2 separate regions of the Mus musculus genome follow, and region 1 is linked to region 2. The links are chromatin contacts, called in public Hi-C maps. All regions are on one chromosome and are shown on one strand. The core of a region is the stretch at or near the end of the contact, and the rest is flanking DNA. Distances in the headings are between cores, read along the strand shown. Region 1 has its middle 37 kb from the start of Gm41259. Region 2 overlaps Gm41257 (a long non-coding RNA gene).

Region 1 (4,614 bases), core at 1,393-3,892, 820 kb before region 2:
TAATTGCAAATAATGCTATGATGCACATAGCTATGTTTTTGAGGTATGAATTCCAATTCCTTTGGATATAGCTAAAGAATTGGAATTGATAAATCAAGTGGTATTTCTATTTTCAGGCCTTCTGAGGAACTTCCACATCTTTTCCATCAATTGAAAAGATACCAGTCCCATCAACAGTGGACAAGAGGTTCCCTTCTGCTATTCTCTTTTCAATATTCATAACAATTTGACTTTTAGATTATGGTCATCTTAAGAAGTGTAGAATAATATTTCATCATAGATTTAATCTGTGTTTTCTTTCCTTTTTATGTACATATGTATATGTGGCATATTGGGTATATTATGCTTGTATGTGTGGGAGTACATATGTGTACAATTATGTATCCTTGTATGTCCATGTGCATATTGAGACTCAGGGTGGACATCAGGAGTCTTCTTTGTTAGATATCCACCTTGTTCAGGCTTGAGTCAGGCTTTCTTAGTTGAACACAGAGCTGCTAATATGAGCTTGGTGCTAATTTAGCTTGTAAATTTTCTCTGGTATTTCCTTGTATGTATCTCCCTTCTGAGCCCTGGAAGTACAAGAAAGGGACACATACCATCAGGTGTTTTATGGGTGCTTGAAATACAGATTCAGGTGTCATTACATTTAGGAAGCAAGTGTTTTCCTGCTAAGCCAGTCTCCTGGCCTTAGCTTCTTATTTTTTCCTCATGGTGACTGAGTTTGAGAAATTTCTCATGTATCGTAGAGTTTCAGTGATCAGAACAACATGGAACTGGCACAAAAAGAGATGTATAAAGCCATGGGACACAGTAAAGCATCCAGAGATAAATCCATAAATACAATCTACTAATTCTGAACAAGGATGCCAGGAATACAAAATAAGAAAATGGCAAGCTGTCAAACTAATGAAGCTCATATACAAAACAATGAAACTGAACCATTAGATTATATAATACACACAAGCTAACAAAAAATGGATGAAGATTTAATTATAGGGCTGGAAACCACAAACATTCTAGAAGAAAACACTGGCACAACTGTACAACTGGTCTTGGCATGATTTTACCAATATTATTTCCCAAAGCATAGGCAATGCAAAACAAAACAACTAAATAGGACTCCGTAAAGTATACATTTCTGAGTTAGTACAATTTGACTTTAAATATCAGTCATCCTACTACATGTAAAGGTATAGCTTATTTTTGCTTTGATTTCCAGATATTTTTTTAAAAAATGTGTGTGTGTGTGTGTGTGTGTGTGTGTGTGTGTGTGTGGTGTGTATAGGCTGAGTATGCCTTGAATTCAACTTGTAGACCTTATAAAGGAAACCAACATGATGCATGAAAATATGTTCAAGCCATTTGTCTAATAGGACATTAATATTTAAAGGGAAATATCTAAAATTGCAAACATTGAGGCAGTTTCAATTGAACAGGCAAGTGCACAGTGGATAACTTTGCAAATTTGGTATATGGATAAACAACAGTTAAATGAAAACTGGTGTGGCATTAAAGCTCTGTTTGCCCATGCTCTATCGTTTTACTTGCCAAAACAAAGCTTTGCTGATTTTGCCGTTCAAAATATGCCTTATCAGCTTCAAAATTACCTTTCATATAGGATTCAGTGGTCCTACACTGGTGACCACGAGATAAGTCAGAGCCCCACAAAGAAATTGTTTAGAGATGCACCAGAGATGTTGTTAACTGGGAGCCATTTAGGAACTGAAAGGAAACCAGGAGTTAAATAATACTTAAACAATATTTAGTTTTACTAGATGCTCTAACATTATTTTGTCCACGTAAAGAGACTATTTCTGTCTTTATGGTGTGATGTTATATGGTCTCTATGTTACTTGGTTTGCCTCTTCGCCTTTCCCTTCCACTCCAGCCCGAAATGACTTGTTGTTCAGCAGCCGATAGAAAGTTGTTTGAGTCAGCTAAAAGATCATCGTGAGCACTTGAGAGTTTTGAGGCCTGAGAAGACAGCCAGCTTGCATGACTAGGTTGGGTGACTTCTTCCTGTTTGCTGACGAATGTTTGCATGTTTGGCAGAATGCGGTTTAAGGGTTGCTTCCATTGTAACAAGCCTTCTGTTGGTAGGAGGCACATAGTGTTCTCTCTCAGCTGGAAGCCTTCCACACAAACCAAAACAAAACTGAAAACAAAACAACGAAAATCCTTCCTAGTTTCTAAAAGGCAAATTTGCCTTACTCTGGTCTGCCTCTGTAAGATTTTATCATTGACTTGCCATTGGAACGTTTTGTTCTCTGGATGTTCTTCTCATAATAATTCACTAAACATCAAAGAGGAACTCCACTGACCCCTTAATAATGAGATGCTTCCCTCTGGCTTCAGACCATGTCTATGAAAAAGTAACTCATTCACGGAGATCTGTCCAGCATGAGCATTTTGTTTGGATTTTAGCTATCTTTTCTCCTGAGTTATGAGGGTGTTTTAGACACACTATGAATCTGATTGAAACACTATTTTTGCAGTGAAATTCAGTAAGTGTGTTTTACCCAGGATCAGTTAGTGTGGTCACTAAACAGGATCCTACCTGAGTGTGTTGTCAGGACACAATACTATAGCTCTCTGGCCACTCTTCCGAGTTCTCTCCTCTGCCCTGTGTGCAGCAGAGGGCAGTAGTGAACTGTGCATTTTATGTGGTTTCTTTCTCCAGAAACACAAACCAAGTCAGTATAATAACAGTAATCTTGAACATGCCCATTATTGAATAATATTTTTTCTTTTGAACAAATCATCATTTACTTAGGTCACACACCCATATATAGCTTTTAATTTCTGATCTGAGACTTAACACTATAATTCATGCAATTTAGGATTTGAATATAGTATTGTTTTGCAAATAGACATTCACAAGTCAAATGTGGACAAGAAAAAATATAATTGTCTTAAGGAAATCTTGAGCATGTGCAATACAGACACACACCCACACATCTCTCTCTCTCTCTCTCTCTCTCTCTCTCTCCATATATATATGTATGTGATGGCATATATAAAATATAAAGCTTATACTCTTCCTCAAGGAAACATGTTCTCCCTTATCATCCTTCCAAGTAAATGAAATGTTTCTTATCAAATATAGTAACATGAATAGAAGATTTCTCCCCATAGGCTTATATATTTAACACTTTGTCCCCATTGCTGGTGCTTTTGGGGGACGCCATGGAAGTTTCAGGACAAGAAACTCACTGCAGGAAGAGCTTTACTGGGGAGGTCTTTGAGAGTAACTAGCCTTCCTTGTTCCATTTCCACATTGCTGTCCAGCTTTCGCTTTTCTGTTGCCCTCTAGGCCTCATGCTTTTGTTGAGCACTGTGGCGCCTTTCTCTCCCATTACTGATTTTCCTTCTCAGTGCTAGGTCAAAATAAACTCTTTCTTTTATAAGTTGCTTTGGTCATTGTGCTTTTATCATGGCAACAAAATCATGACATTGATAAAACTTAAAGATTATAAAATTATATGCTAGGAATGCCTTCCCCACATCTCAGTATCTATTTTTTACTTTCTTTGAGTTTGTTAGTTTCATCTTTTTGCTTTTTTTTTTGTCTGTGTGTATGGGAGGATAGCATACACTGGCTTTCTGAGTGCTGATGATGGCAGAGACACATTACTATACCTTGGTAATTTCAACGTTCTAGCATTTCTTTTAACTCGATACAAGATATGTTTTAACAGGAATGTTTAGTCAATTTACATTGATTCCACAGTAAATTACCTATTCAACATTAAATGCTTTCCTCAGATTGGAGTTCTTCAGTATTTTCCATCTCATTGAAAAGCACAGGCAGTCTCTAGATGGTCCATCTGGGGATCCATCCCATAATCAGCCTCCAAACGCTGACACCATGGCATACACTAGCAAGATTTTGCTGAAAGGACCCTGATATAGCTGTCTCTTGTGAGGCTATGCTGGGGCCTAGCAAACACAGAAGTGGATGCTCACAGTCAGCTATTGGATGGAACACAGGGCCCCCAATGGAGGAGGTAGAGAAAGTACCCAAGGAGCTGAAGGGATCTGCAACCCTATAGGTGGAACAACAATATGAACTAACCAGTACCCCTGAGCTCTTGTCTCTAGCTGCATGTGTATCAGAAGATGGCCTAGTCAGCCATCATTGGGAAGAGAGGCCCATTGGTCTTGCAAACTTTATATGCCTCAGTACAGGGGAACGCCAGGGCCAAGAAATGGGAGTGGGTGGGTGGGGGAGCGGGTGAGAGAGCGTGTGGGGGACTTTTGGGATAGCATTGGAAATGTAAATGAGGAAAATACCTAGTTAAAAAAAAAAAGATATCCTGGACTGCGTGTAACGAATTGTAAAATCTGCCCAATGATCCTGAGAAAGTCATGAAAATTTATAAAGTCGCATTTATAAAGCTAAGATAAAAGCTCTTGCCTCAAAGGGTTTTGTGATCATCGATATTAGTTTCTGGGTATTAAAAAATATCTTATAAACTCTGAAAAAAAAAAAAAGAAAGAAAAGCACCGGCACCAACGCAAACGCGAGTACCTGTCGCAATTCTGTCTCATGCATACCTAGCAAACCTGTCCTGTTTGCAAGTGTTGCTAATTATCCCTCCAACATAAATC
Region 2 (4,641 bases), core at 1,865-4,364:
TTGGGGGGGGGACATGCCTTCTCTGTGTAGTCCTGGCTGTCCTTGTCCTGGAACTTACTCTGTAGACCAGACTGGCCTTGAACACCTGCTTTTGCTTCCCAAGTCCTGGAATTAAAGGCATGCACCGTCACCACCCAGCAGATGCCACCTCTCTAAATGTGTATAGATTTCTTGCTGTATCCTCTCTCGCCCTCTGGCACTCAGCCCACCCCCTATTGTTCATCGACATTTGAAATGAGTCAGCAAGAGACCTGGTGCACTTAAGGCAATTTGTGATCTGGTTTATAACTTATGCATTAGAGCCTGAAGGAGCTTAAGTACTTAACTTCCACTTTATGATAAAAGAATGTGTAATGGCCTCTCTCATCTTTCCCTGACTCTACTCACTCACTCAGTCTAACACATCGAAGACATTCTCACACAACACTGCGGCCAGCAATACCTTAATCCCTAAATGTGGAGCTACCATCAAATAGTTGTGGTTATCCAAAGCGTCTTATTTCTAGTTCCAAGACAAAGCAGTTGCTTATAAGGAACTATACAGGGAAAAGGAGGAAACACAAAAGAAGACAAGACACAGCAGGCTCATGGCTTTGCTCTTCTAGACTAATAGCAACTATTTCCCAAATTTTCTATTTGTGTCTTTGAGATTCTCACATCAAATGCAAGCCTTTCTCTTGGCATTTCACTGGGTATCTTAACTCCACTTAAGGGCACACCACATCCTCAGCAGTAGATGCCCAGCACAAAATGAACTCAATGGTACTTCTGTAGACATTTCACCTCATACTGCTTTGTTTAGATGTTTTTGACTTGCTTTGATATTATGCTTTCCGATTTTGTTCCTTTATAGGTTTCATTTGTGTGTGTGTGCGTGTGCGTGTGCGTGTACATGTGCGTGTATGTGTATGTGTATGTGTGTGTGTATGTGTATGTGCATGTGTGCATGTTTCTTGTGATTCTTCTTTGGTTTGTTTTTGTTGCTGTTTTGTTTTTTTCTTTATCCTGTTTTGTTTGCCTGTTTGTTTGTCTGTTTGTTTGTTTGTTTTCCAAAGAGAATAAGAAAGCACATGGAACTGGGGGGGTGGAAACAATTATCAGCATATAGTATATGAAAAAAATCATTTCAATTAAAAAAATGTCTTTCCCTTCACTTATTTGTGGAGAAACTAAGGTCCAAAGAATCTAAGCAATCATTATATAAGTCTGAAGAAGCCACACATTTTCAGAACCAATAATAATCCCTTGGTGACCCATCCTAGCCACCAGATGAGACAATCTTCACAGGCTAGATCTGATATCAGTCAAGATCCATGAGTCCATCTCCTTTAGGATTCCATACACCTATGTGTGGGGATATAATTTTTCAGTTGCTGCAAGTTGCCCTGAGGAGGCTGGGATATTACCGTGTGCACCCTGCAAGTGACGTTCAGCCTCCACGTTCAGTCACTCCTGTTAAGCAGCTTGCATCTATGGAGTGCTGAGAAGAGTCCATTCTGCTCTTCTCGGTATTTAAAGCAATTCCTTTCTAGGAAACTATAACCAATCCTGCCTCAACTTCTCTGTAGCCAGCTCAATTTTTGCACATCAGCCAAACATAATACTTGCTGTTCAAGATGTGGGGAGATGCCAGTTCTGGATTCATTGATGCTCAAGGGCAGAGCTTTCTCAAATTTGGTTTGGAGAAGATGTCATAATTCCCAGATCAAGAGCTTCCTTTCTTATGGAATACTATTTATCAGTGAAATGGTTCTGGGGTTTTGGGTTTAATTGTGCAACTATACAATGCAGAAGGGTGGGGGAGGGTATGCCACTTCAGCTAACAATAAAAACATCTAGTAAATTAACACCTATGATGTTAATGATGGGCGTGTACCCCTCCTAAGCACTTTCCACAGCTACCTCGTTTAATCCTACAGCGAAACTAAAAGTAGGCATTAATGCAATACCATTTCACACAAAAGAAACTGAGACAAAAACATACTCAACAACTTGCCCAGAGTTGTTACAGCTAAGAATCGTAAGACCAGAATTGTATGCCAGGCAGCTGTGTCTTTCCATTGCATACCTAACACAAGCAATTTGGGGAAAAACAAAAACAAAACAAGACACAAAACATTTTTCGTTTGTTTCAAGTTGAATAAGTAAAGACTGAGTTAATTATCTGATTTTTGTTATTTAACTCACAGCTTTATTAAAGCTGAAAAGATCCAGTTAAATGTACGAGAAATGTTCCATACTGCATAACCTCAATGATAAAGTAATTCACCATCTCACTATCACATGCAAAGCTCTCGAACAATGCCGCGACTTGGGTATGGTCATTTTGCCTTGTTAATGAAAACAAAAGGTAGATTTAAAACAAAGAAAGAAAGAAAGACAGAAAGAAAGAAAGAAAGAAAGAAAGAAAGAAAGAAAGAAAGAAAGAAAGAAGGAGGGAGGGAGGGAGGGAGGGAGGGAGGGAGGGAGGGAGAGAGGGAGGGAGGGAGGACAAGTAACAGCACAGACAATGCATGTTATATGTCAAATAGACAAGCTGACAATACATACATTTTTAAATTCTTCTAGAAACATTTGAGCATTCAGCATTCTAAGTATTAAGGATTTTAATTTTAATTTATCATTTTAATTTGAAAATGATAAAAGGTTAAAAAAACTCAATAGTTTTGGTAGTTTTTATTATAATTGTGGCAATATTGGTTTTCAGAACTTAATAAAATGAAATAAACACCTTACTAGATGCTTATCTTAATTAAATATTTTTTATTATATTTCAAAAGATTATGAATTAGGTACTAGGTAACTATTTCCTTTGTTACTAAATAACAACTTAACTAGAGCTTCATTTTGTTTAATGTTTACACTTTCTTTCCACCGCTTTTTCTTCCAAAAATAATAAAGGAAATACCATAAATCTCTTTGACTTGTAGAAAGGTTTCAAAACAAACCACACAAACATGAGAAATGCAAGCAATTTTGACAAGTTAATTCTCCGACACCGCAAACGCATGACTTCTCCGATGACGGGCCATGAATTCACTGTGTAGCATAAAGCCACTTACACTTCAAATTGCCCATTTACTTTTCTTATCTAGTTTCCTCCATTTGCATAATGTGTTAGTAATCACCCTCATTCTTCAGTGAGCTATCCCCAGTTAATTTCGGTCTGAAGGTTTGTAGTCATTTACATCCTCAATTCGCTTTCGAATTCTGTCAGAATAATAAAAAGCCCTGTAAGGATTGCCTTCCTGCGGGCTGGCTGTGATGCCCACTCTCTGAAATTGAAACTGGAGTCCCAACATGACTACCAGTAAAGAGGGACAAGGCTCTCAGGGCAGGGAGCAAGGGGACATGGGTTAGGGTCAGCTCTAATCCAGTCTGACTGGTATCCTGACATGAGGCAGGTTCTCTGGGGACACAGAAGCAAGGCAAAAAGAGCCTGAGCATCTGCATAGCACAGAGATGTGTCTGAATCTTAACTTGCCAATACCCTTGCAGCTTCCACAGCTGTAAGAAAGGAAATTTATCTTGCTTAACCTACTTTGTGTGCGGTATGTTATTTTGGCAGGACAAGCAGACCATGGAGAACCTTGCTCAGCTCCCCCACAGAGCCAATTCAGGATGGTGTCTTCGCTCTGGGTTTTCAAACCTTTCTTTTCGTTCACAGTTCTTCTCTTTTCTTGTCACTCATACCAAACTTAAATGTAAGACTTCATAAGATTGGCAAAGTAGATCAGTTCAGAAACACATGTTCAACTCTTGATTGGTTTATTTTTAGCAGGGAGAGGACAGGAAGTGGAAGATAATGAAGAAACCTTATGGAAATTGATTTCTGTGTTGCTCCCGACTTTGGTGAGAGAAGCTGCTTTTTGCAGTAGATATCGCTTAATTCAGAAACTCGTAACTGGGCAAAGCATCCAGTATATGTAACAGTGCGGGCTCCGCTGTGAGTGAAGTCTACTGAGTCAGCCTTCCACTGTGGAAGGATCAGGCAACAGGGTCGGAGAAGGAGTGGGAAGAACGGAAGAGAACTGTGAAGTGCTGCCTTCCCGACACAACCTGACAGATGCTGCACTTGTGGTGCCTGTGCAAGACCAAACCAGTCAAAATTCCAGCACAGATGGTAAAGTAGCCCTGGCGTAGTTATTGGCAGCTGGTGGCTGCTGAGCGAGGGAGTTACTCTCCTTTGGGACTTGGCCACCGGTAGGTTGCCATGCCCCAGTGAGCAGCCCCACATACCGTGTACTCAGTGGACTCGGGGAATTATTGATAACAACAACAAAAAGAAAGCATAAAGTAGAAAAGAAATGGAATGGGGATATGATGGAGGCTTGGGGAAGAAGGAATTGATTGACACTGTCAAGATGCATTGAAAAAAATGTATGAAAATTTCAAAAAATGAATAAAATAGTTTAAAGGCAAAAGGTAAATAGGGGTTCAGGGGAAACTGCAGCGGGTGGGTGTGTTGAAAACATTAACTGTAGCAATGATTACACAAGTGAGTATTTGTCTTCAAGTTCACCGTATTGTACACCTTAAATGTGGACAGTTCTTTTCTCTGTCGGTCTAGCTTGGTACAATTGTTTTGGTTTGTTTTGCTTTGCTCCATTGCTTTGTTTTTGGTTGCCTGTCATGGTATTT

What was found. Hi-C and Micro-C count contacts between places; a contact is called where the count stands out from the background.
Region 1: a contact with region 2 is called in a Hi-C map of bone marrow-derived macrophages, with 8 read pairs. The contact joins two enhancer-like sites. A contact is called at or near these places in 3 of 484 Hi-C or Micro-C datasets (the AML12 cell line, bone marrow-derived macrophages and nephron progenitors) and 1 of 115 datasets of contacts at active chromatin or transcription factors (embryonic fibroblasts).

The regions. Positions count from the first base shown.
Region 1 is chr15:6,078,934-6,083,547 of GRCm38.p6, reverse strand. No RefSeq gene overlaps it. Among named protein-coding and RNA genes, the nearest start is that of Gm41259, 37 kb to the right of the region's middle. Within about 2 kb of position 2,642, at least 37 of the 459 cell types and tissues checked have an H3K27ac peak or open chromatin away from gene starts, as enhancers often do. A contact at or near this core is called in bone marrow-derived macrophages, where this site is marked.
Region 2 is chr15:5,261,839-5,266,479 of GRCm38.p6, reverse strand. All of the region lies in intron 1 of Gm41257 (a long non-coding RNA gene), which reads right to left. Among named protein-coding and RNA genes, the nearest start is that of Gm41257, 9.5 kb to the right of the region's middle. Within about 2 kb of position 3,114, at least 36 of the 459 cell types and tissues checked have an H3K27ac peak or open chromatin away from gene starts, as enhancers often do. A contact at or near this core is called in bone marrow-derived macrophages, where this site is marked.